2 separate regions of the Bombyx mori genome follow, and region 2 is linked to region 1. Evidence: chromatin contacts called from public Hi-C data. All regions are on one chromosome and are shown on one strand. Each heading gives the region's core, a stretch centred on a gene start, on an enhancer-like site or on the middle of the called end of the contact. The rest is flanking DNA. Distances are from core to core; before and after follow the strand shown. Region 1 overlaps LOC101744693 (IQ motif and SEC7 domain-containing protein 1). Region 2 holds the start of LOC101744693 (IQ motif and SEC7 domain-containing protein 1).

What was found. A called contact is a pair of places that touch in the nucleus more often than the background predicts.
Region 2: a contact with region 1 is called in a Hi-C map of whole pupa, with 2.0 times the contacts expected there. The contact joins the promoter of LOC101744693 here to the enhancer-like site in region 1. A contact is called at or near these places in 2 of 7 Hi-C or Micro-C datasets (midgut and whole pupa).

What each region holds. Positions count from the first base shown.
Region 1 is chr27:6,347,777-6,351,984 of ASM3026992v2, reverse strand. All of the region lies in intron 2 of LOC101744693 (IQ motif and SEC7 domain-containing protein 1), which reads left to right. Among protein-coding and RNA genes, the nearest start is that of Mir2778a-4, 36 kb to the right of the region's middle. Within about 2 kb of position 2,199, at least 8 of the 8 cell types and tissues checked have open chromatin away from gene starts, as enhancers often do.
Region 2 is chr27:6,410,645-6,414,852 of ASM3026992v2, reverse strand. It overlaps LOC101744693 (IQ motif and SEC7 domain-containing protein 1), which reads left to right and starts at 2,198. Exons shown (of 23, transcript XM_021346151.3): 1 at 2,198-2,500.

The sequences.
Region 1 (4,208 bases), core at 950-3,449:
TAAACTATAAAAATAAGGCGGTAGTTAGAACAATATGGACATGTCGACGAATAACAGTTTAGTCGTTCGTGGGACTACGAAGATTGTAAAGTATTTGAAGCGTTGAAAATAATATAGGCGACAGCGAAATTAACTGTAAATTTAATTATATTTTATTAAAATAAGAAAATACTATACATACATAAATTTATATATTTATTTACTTAGACACCAACAACATGTATTGACACACAAAACATTCAAGCTTAAAATTAACATGTATAAAATTAAGTACTGGTATGTATACCAGTTACAGGCATGTACAGCAATCTCTTGTAACATACTATGACATGTTACAGCAACTTTACAAACAACGGAGAAATAGATTAAATTCAAATCTTAACAGTACGACAAAAAAAAAAATATTAAAAAAAATAATATTCATAATGGGTCTGTGGTGCCTGATTTTTGAATTTCTCTAAAGTGCTACTTTTCTTAGTTTTATGACCAACTCCCATTTCAGCTTCCATTATCCCTTGCTAGAAATCTGAAACTAAATTTCTACGTTTACTATGGTCTCCTGATTTAATTCGTTGCGCGATCCAAGATACATCTGCTTTGTTTCGGGTAACCCGAACTTCATCGTTCGGAGTATTTTCGTGTGGTCGCCGCTGTGGATACACAGGAATTACAGTGGTGGGAAAGAGTGGTGGGCAAATACCCGAAAACTGATGTATTTTAGTATGATAAATTAAGTCTAAGAAATTCTTGATACGTTTACCTGTACTTTTTGGGATTGAAAGTTATGCTATCAATCAGCTTGAATAGGCTACAGACATCACAAGAGGAACACCGCCTATCCTCGCCGAACATAATATAGTGGTTGGTGACTGACCAAACCTTTTTTTCCCCTACCTAACCTGATAGCCTTAAGAGGCTAAGGGAGTTCATATAGAGTCCCTTCTTTATTTCGCCGTAAAGTCGTGTTTTATATAATTAACACCACAGTTGGAACAATATAAATTTTATTGTTGTAGCTACATAAATAATTCTAAATAATTACATTATATTAGTTATTTAACACATTATAAATTATTTTTACGTTTTAAATATTTGGCGGTAAAAAGGTCCCGTGGCACAGACTATATTCTTTTTCCCACATCTCGTGCGTTCTGGCTTACGCATCATAAAAATGTGCGTTCATAAACGCCACAAGGCTATTTCAGCATAACCTTAACTAGTAGGTGAGCTCACGGGGCTCAAACCTGACGACGTTGCTAATACGAACCCCAGCAAGAGCCGTGCTTAGCAGAATCTACCACCAAACCCAAGTCGTCCCAAACTTCGAAAATTTAAGTCGTCACTGGGGACTCGGGTTCGATTTGATTACTCAATCTTCTTCTTTCATTATGAAAATTATTCAGTGCACGACCTATACCTATATTATTAGAAAACTTGATTCTCTTTCCTAAATACTAATAATACCCAAACGAGAAAATAATTTCATAAATTTAAGTAATTTATATTTTGAGAACCGGTATATTTGACATAGCGCAATCGTCGCGCCCTTGGTGTCATGAATAAAATAAATTGGTACTCTATACGAAGATTGTGACACCACTTACGGGTGACGTCTGTAATACTTCCGATTATAATTCTCTAACCCCGTTGCCTACAAGTGCTTTTGAGTCAAGAGCGTTTAATACTATCGATTGTTTTATCAAAGCCGAGCGGCACGTCTTTCGGATTTTCATTTACAGATAGATAATTTTTTTATTCAAATGTGGATTTTTGTTTTAATAATAAATCATTTTGACAAAGATATTTTAAATTTTTTAATTGATCGTTGTTGTTAAAATCATCTGATGATACGTGAATGTGTATCCTAAAGCTTGTGGCCTAAAGGTATCCTTTTTTTTATTGCCCTTGCAAGCAGATGAACATACGGCCCACCTGATGGTGACCGTCGCTTATTGAAGCCCCTGCCTACCGTTAAGTACTGTCCACGAGTAATAAAATAAAAAAATATAAAAATGTATAAGTTGGATAAGAACATATCTGAATCCCTTATTAATAGATTTTTTCCATTCAGTACACGTTCTTTCGTGTCACGAAGGGATGTTCCATACCAGGAAACAATTATTATACGTCAGTACCATATCAATGTTGACGCCCAAGCGGTCTCCGAAAGGGACTAAAAATGATAGAATATTTTCGACGATCGAATACAAAAGGGCATGTACGTTATTCCTATCGCGGAAACCGCGTGAGACGATACCCCGAAGGGAATATAATGGGGGTGGATAGGGGGATTCCAGGGCGATCCAACTACGTCACAAGACGCTGTCGTGAATGCTATTGATGTATTTAGAGCTTCATATAGATTTTTTGATGATGTTTATATTTAGTGTTATTTTTGGTTGCTTTTAACGAATCATTCCTACAACCAAATTGTTATAATATAGTAAAAAATATATCGGACGTGATTAACGGTATATTTACCTACAAAGCGTATATTTACATAAAACAACAGAACTTATAGATTAACTAAATTTGATGAATATTCTGCCTGCCTATTTCTGCCGTGAAGCAGTAATGCGTTTCGGTTTGAAGGGTGGGGCAGCCGTTGTAACTATACGAGATCTTAGAACTTATATCTCAAGGTGGGTAGCGCACTTACGTTGTAGATGTCTATGAGCTCCAGTAACCGCTTAACACCAGGTAGGCTGTGAGCTCGTCCACCCATCTAAGCAATAAAAAATAAAAAAGTATATGTTAAGACATGACTAGTAATTTCGTAACATCAATATTATGCCAGACAAACGTCAATCATCGTGCGAGTAACACGTCTGCATTGAACGAAACTCGCAGACATAATGATTGGCGCACCGCTAACCGCTATTACGGCTGTGACGTCATATCCGATACTGCGCACGCGCCAGCTAATCTACCTCGTAGTATAAATTTAACAGTAAGCTTACTCGGTATTCCTGCAGTTATTTTAATACAAAATCCTATTAAAAATACGACAAGTTTCATTTCTAGCCTACCCGGAACTTTTTATGGGAGTAATTATGAATTAATGTACATACATAAACAAGCTTTAGATCAAAACTTCAATAGCAATGTGAAATTTTAAAAACATCGTTAGTAAAAACATGCAATCTCTATATATATAAAAATGAATTGCTGGTCGTTAGTCTCGCTAAAACTCGAGAACGGCTACACAGATTTGGCTAATTTTGGTCTTGAATTATTTGTGGAAGTCCAGAGAAGGTTTAAAAGGTACTTAGATAAATATGAAAATCGGAATTAAATAAAAATAACAATTTTGTTTTTCCTTTGATGTGTCCCCCGTCGCGTCGGACGGATTCCTTTTGTTTGTTTTAAGTTTATTTTATACAAAAGTCTTTTATTTATCGATTGAGGCACTACGAAGTCTGCCGGGTCAGTTAGTAAATTAATAAATACTAGTAAAATATAATAATAAACAGGTTTTTATTTCTCTTTCGCTCAAACGAATGTTGCTATGCTGTTCTCTTTCTACTGTGTCATCACAAACAGGTGACGACAGTTTTGCCACAGTGCTTAACGAAAAAAATGTTTACACACAGAACGTTCTACGAAGAATTATTTCGGCTATTTTCGTTAAAACAATTACTCAGGTTTTCCCGTGAACTTAATTGTTCATGATGACACACGATATATTATATTGACGTAATACACGCATATGTGTTTATATTTGAGTCTGTCTGCTAAAGTAGAAGGGAGTTTTGTGATGTCTCTTTTGGATTGCATTAAGGAATCTCTGATTGCTTTCGACGTTGCCGTCGCTATGAGCGGTAGGCAGTGGCTTGGCTCTGCCCCTGGCATTGCTGAAGTCCATGGGCGACGATAACCACTCACCATCAGGTGGGCCGTATGCTCGTCTGCCTACTTCTTCTTCTTCTTCTTCTTCGTCGCTTTCTTCATTACTGAAGGTCGTGTCCCTGAAACTCGACCGTTGCCTGTCTCGTGAGCTGTTTCCATCTCGTCCGGTCCTCAGCTGCTCGAATGGCGGTTGCGACTGGCAACCCAGTTAGAGCGGTTACTTGATCACACCAACGGCTAGGTAATCGGCCGCGGGGTCTCTTTCCTTCTACTTTGCCCGTCACAATCACTTTGTCCAAGTTATCTGACTGTCGGCGGGCAATATGACCGAAGTAGCTGAGGATCCTCTGGTAACAGAT
Region 2 (4,208 bases), core at 949-3,448, 63 kb before region 1:
GGGGTTGTAGTGGTGGCACTCAGTGCCGGATATAACATCCGAATAAAATCATAAACAAATCTATTGAATAGCTATTGATATTTTGTTGTTCTAAGTACAAAATTTAAACGTTCCGCGGTAACATCTCGTTATTTATGATTCATTTTTTTTTAATCCTACCTATGCTGGCCTTGAGAGACTATATCAGCTTCGCCCTAACGTGTAGGTGAGCTCACGGGGTTCAAACCGGAGTGGTGCTAACACTGGCCCTAGCAAGAGCAGTACTTCGCAGAATCTACCACCGGATCGGAAACGCGACCCACTGAGAAGATCCAGTAAGAAACTCAGTGGGTTGTGTCTGTTGGTTAATTCGCTCGTCGAGCCCTTCATCGCAAGCGACGGGTTCGACGGGTTACAGTGACCGGTGCTTGTAACCTAAAAGCACCGTTAATGGATCAGGAGGATCCATAATGACGTGTTTTGGGCAATATTCATGCAGTTGCGATATAACACAGTGAAAAACGTCTAGAGTTTAAGGTCGAAATAGAATGAATGCACTCAAATTGCAATTAAACGAGGACAAAGATAAATCCCATTCTCACGGATCGTTTGGAACCTCTGGGTCTGCGAAGGGACTTCGGTTCCCTCTGTATTTTGTACCGTATGTTCCACGGGGAGTGCTCTGAGGAATTGTTCGAGATGATACCGGCATCTCGTTTTTACCATCGCACCGCCCGCCACCGGAGTAGAGTTCATCCATACTACCTGGAGCCACTGCGGTCATCCATAGTGTGTTTCCAGAGGTCTTTTTTGCCACGCACCATCCGGCTATGGAATGAGCTCCCCTCCACGGTGTTTCCCGAGCGTTATGACATGTCCTTCTTCAAACGAGGCTTGTGGAGAGTATTAAGCGGTAAGCAGCGGCTTGGCTCTGCCCCTGGCACTGCTGAAGTCCATGGGCGACGGTAACCACTCACCATCAGGTGGGCCGTATGCTCGTCTGCCTACAAGGGCAATAAAAAAAGATTAATAGTTAAACCGTAACAAATAGGATATAATATACCGGCGTAACAAAGATCATAATATGTTTTGATTGTGCAATACGGATTGAAACATTTAACAATATTTTATTGTCAATTACATAGTTGGTTACATTTAAAGGTTTCAAAAAACAACAATGGATATCAGAACAATATATTACAATAAGTCACAAAATCGTGAACATGAAAAGGCGCTTTTGTCCTTTGTCTTTCATCATTTATCATCTTTGGCCAGCATACGATCCACCTGGTAATGAGCGCTCACTATTATTCATGGACGTCAGCAGTATTATGGGTCCATGCCTAGCTTCGTTTGAAGAAAAATCTGTCACAGGGCACTCATTACTGGTGGTAGGACCTCTTATGGGTCCACACGGGTAGGTACCACCACCTGTCTATTTCTGCCGTGAAGCAGTAATGCGTTTCGGTTTGAAGGATGGGGCAGCCGTTGTATCTATACTGAGACTTTAGAACTTATATCTAAAGGTGGGTAGCGCATTTACGTAGTAGATATCTATGGGCTCCAGTAACCACTTAACACCAGGTGGGCTGTCAACACGTTCACCCATCTAAGCAATAAAAAAAAGATAATAATTTTATCGATCAAATGTAAATACGTATAAGCGAGTACTATTTTCTCATCTGTTTATCAACCGATTCTCTCTTTTTGTTTAGTTGACAAACATTATTAGCATCCACTATTTTTTAATTTTTAAATGTCAATAAAAAAAACAAAAGAGATAATGAAATAGGTAAAAAAAAAGTGAAAAGATTGAAAAGTATTATTAAAGTTTAAAGAAAAGTTGGAATAGCCTACGGGTTAATAGTAATGCCTTCATACCAAAAAAAATTCTCGGAGCTGAAACGATAATAATTATCGTAAAATTAGATCAGATTTAATTTTGTTGGAACGCAGTGACTTGCTTAAAGCGCCATCTCTGAAAGCACCTCTTAACTAATTATATTTTATAATGTAACATGAAAGATGTCGACAGCTCCGACAGCTACAAACGTAATAACAACTTTTCAAAAGATGGCAGTACAATCGCTTTATTTGTTTTGAAATAGTAAGCAGATGGCGTTGCACACAACTCTCTTTAATAAGAGGTTCTCGGGCTAAGAAACATTTGGAGGCCTTCAACGTCATTTCAATTTTGCCGCATTATAGTAAAAGTAACGGAGTCAATAGCAGAGTAGTCGCGTTTGCGGTAGGGTGAATGAATTTCGCCTTTAGTCAGTCTGTTGTCGCTCGCGTTTGAAATTGTGTTGTGACAGTCGGATATCGAGATTCGTTCGGTGAATGTTGTGAAAGTGTAATTCTTCACGTTTAGTGACTGAAATTTGTTCAGAGAATACGATTTTGCAGTTGTAAATATAAGTGAAGTGTGTGATGTGAGTTTTAGTGAACGTTTGTGTGGTAAATTGTGACTCAAAACGCGTTAAGCGTTACGATCTTCGAGTTACCGGCGAATCGTGTTATGGTGAGTATGATCGATATTTACCCCCTTTTGTCTACATTACTGTATTGTTATGACTACTGATATTCATAAACAAAATTTATAAAAATCTACTGTCACTATTAAAAACCGCTAAGACTATAAAACAAGTTTCAAAAGTTGAACCAAGTGTTTAAGTCCGTTGAATTAAATTCTATTTCCGTTAGAATACCTTATCTAGCCCAAATCTTGGTATTTACAGCTTTACATGAATAAAATTGTGCGCTTTGTACTTTGTGTTGTATTTCCTAATTAGTTTAAATATTTAGTTTTGAGATCGACGTCTTTTGCGATATTTTTAGTTAGCTGTTGTTGGGTCCAAATGGGGAAGTATTTCATTGGGTTAGTACATGCGTATACATAATTTTCATTGATAATTAATAAAAAAGATACTTATGTCTAAAGACCAAGTGATGTACTTTTGAAAGACTGCAAAGCTAGTGACCGCTAATCATTTCTTATTAAGATTTTTTTTATTTATAAACCATCAATTAATATGTTGGAGTGCTATACAAAATAAAATTTAAATCTATATTACTTAGTATAAAAATAATTTTAAAACAACTGAGATTTCCAGTAAATAACATTTATTGTACAATCATCCTTAAAATCATGAATCCAGGCAATTTAATTTATTTTTATTCATTTATCCTAAATTTTCATTTATCCTTAATTTTCGAATAGCAAGTCATAATTAGCCTTAGGTAAAAATATATCAAAATTATATGAAGCTCTAATGGATAAATGTTTCAAACTGTTACATGAATTTAATTCAATATGTTACATGACAATATCATTTTCTGTAGGAACTTTTTATTGATCAAAAATTTTATTTCATGATTATACTTAGCTTGAATTTAAGATTAGTTTCACTCTGATCATGGTAAGCACTGCAAAATAATGAGAGTAGTTTGAATTTTTTAAATTGTATTATTATGCAATTATTCTTGTTTCTAATTTCAATATCTTCTCATCTATAGCCCTGTCGTTTGTGCCTATAATTAAGGTGACATTTATAGCATACCTTCTTATCATTTTATCGATGCCCTGAATTGGTGAGTAACTTTGTTGGTGCAACTAATTAAACAAATAAATAAAACATTTCAATTTTTATATATTACTAGATGTTGATGATTAAATACATGAATTAAGCTGCTAATAATTGCTTTTGTTTCGGTTCATTAAGAAAAATATATTATGTACTTCATATCTAATACCTCAGATGGTGAGATGTAATTAAAATCACTAATAAAATCTCTTAACTTTCCATTTCCACTTCCCATTATGTGATGCTTTGAACATATATGTTTTGGAAGGTAAATGATATTCGATTGTTACCTAATGACTTGTCATTCTGTTGTCTAAGCTTTGAAGGCTTAGTGTAAATTGATTTTCCCATAGTTTGACCCAATATCTATTGTCAGTGGCTACTGGCAATGATTAATGATGGCTCGTCGTCAAGAACTTACGAAGTCGGATGCTCACGCCCACGCCGAAGACAATAGCCATCTGATTTGTGAGGTCACCATTGACTTTTCATTTCAGTTATAAATTTGATATGTTACACCGACAGTAATTGGTTTTAGTAACCAGTTGGCAAAATGAAACTGGTTGTAACGTGGCTTGAGAACACTCGCGCTTAGTAACAGTTTGTTTGTTTGTTAATATCGCGAATCAATCAGACGTCTCCGGA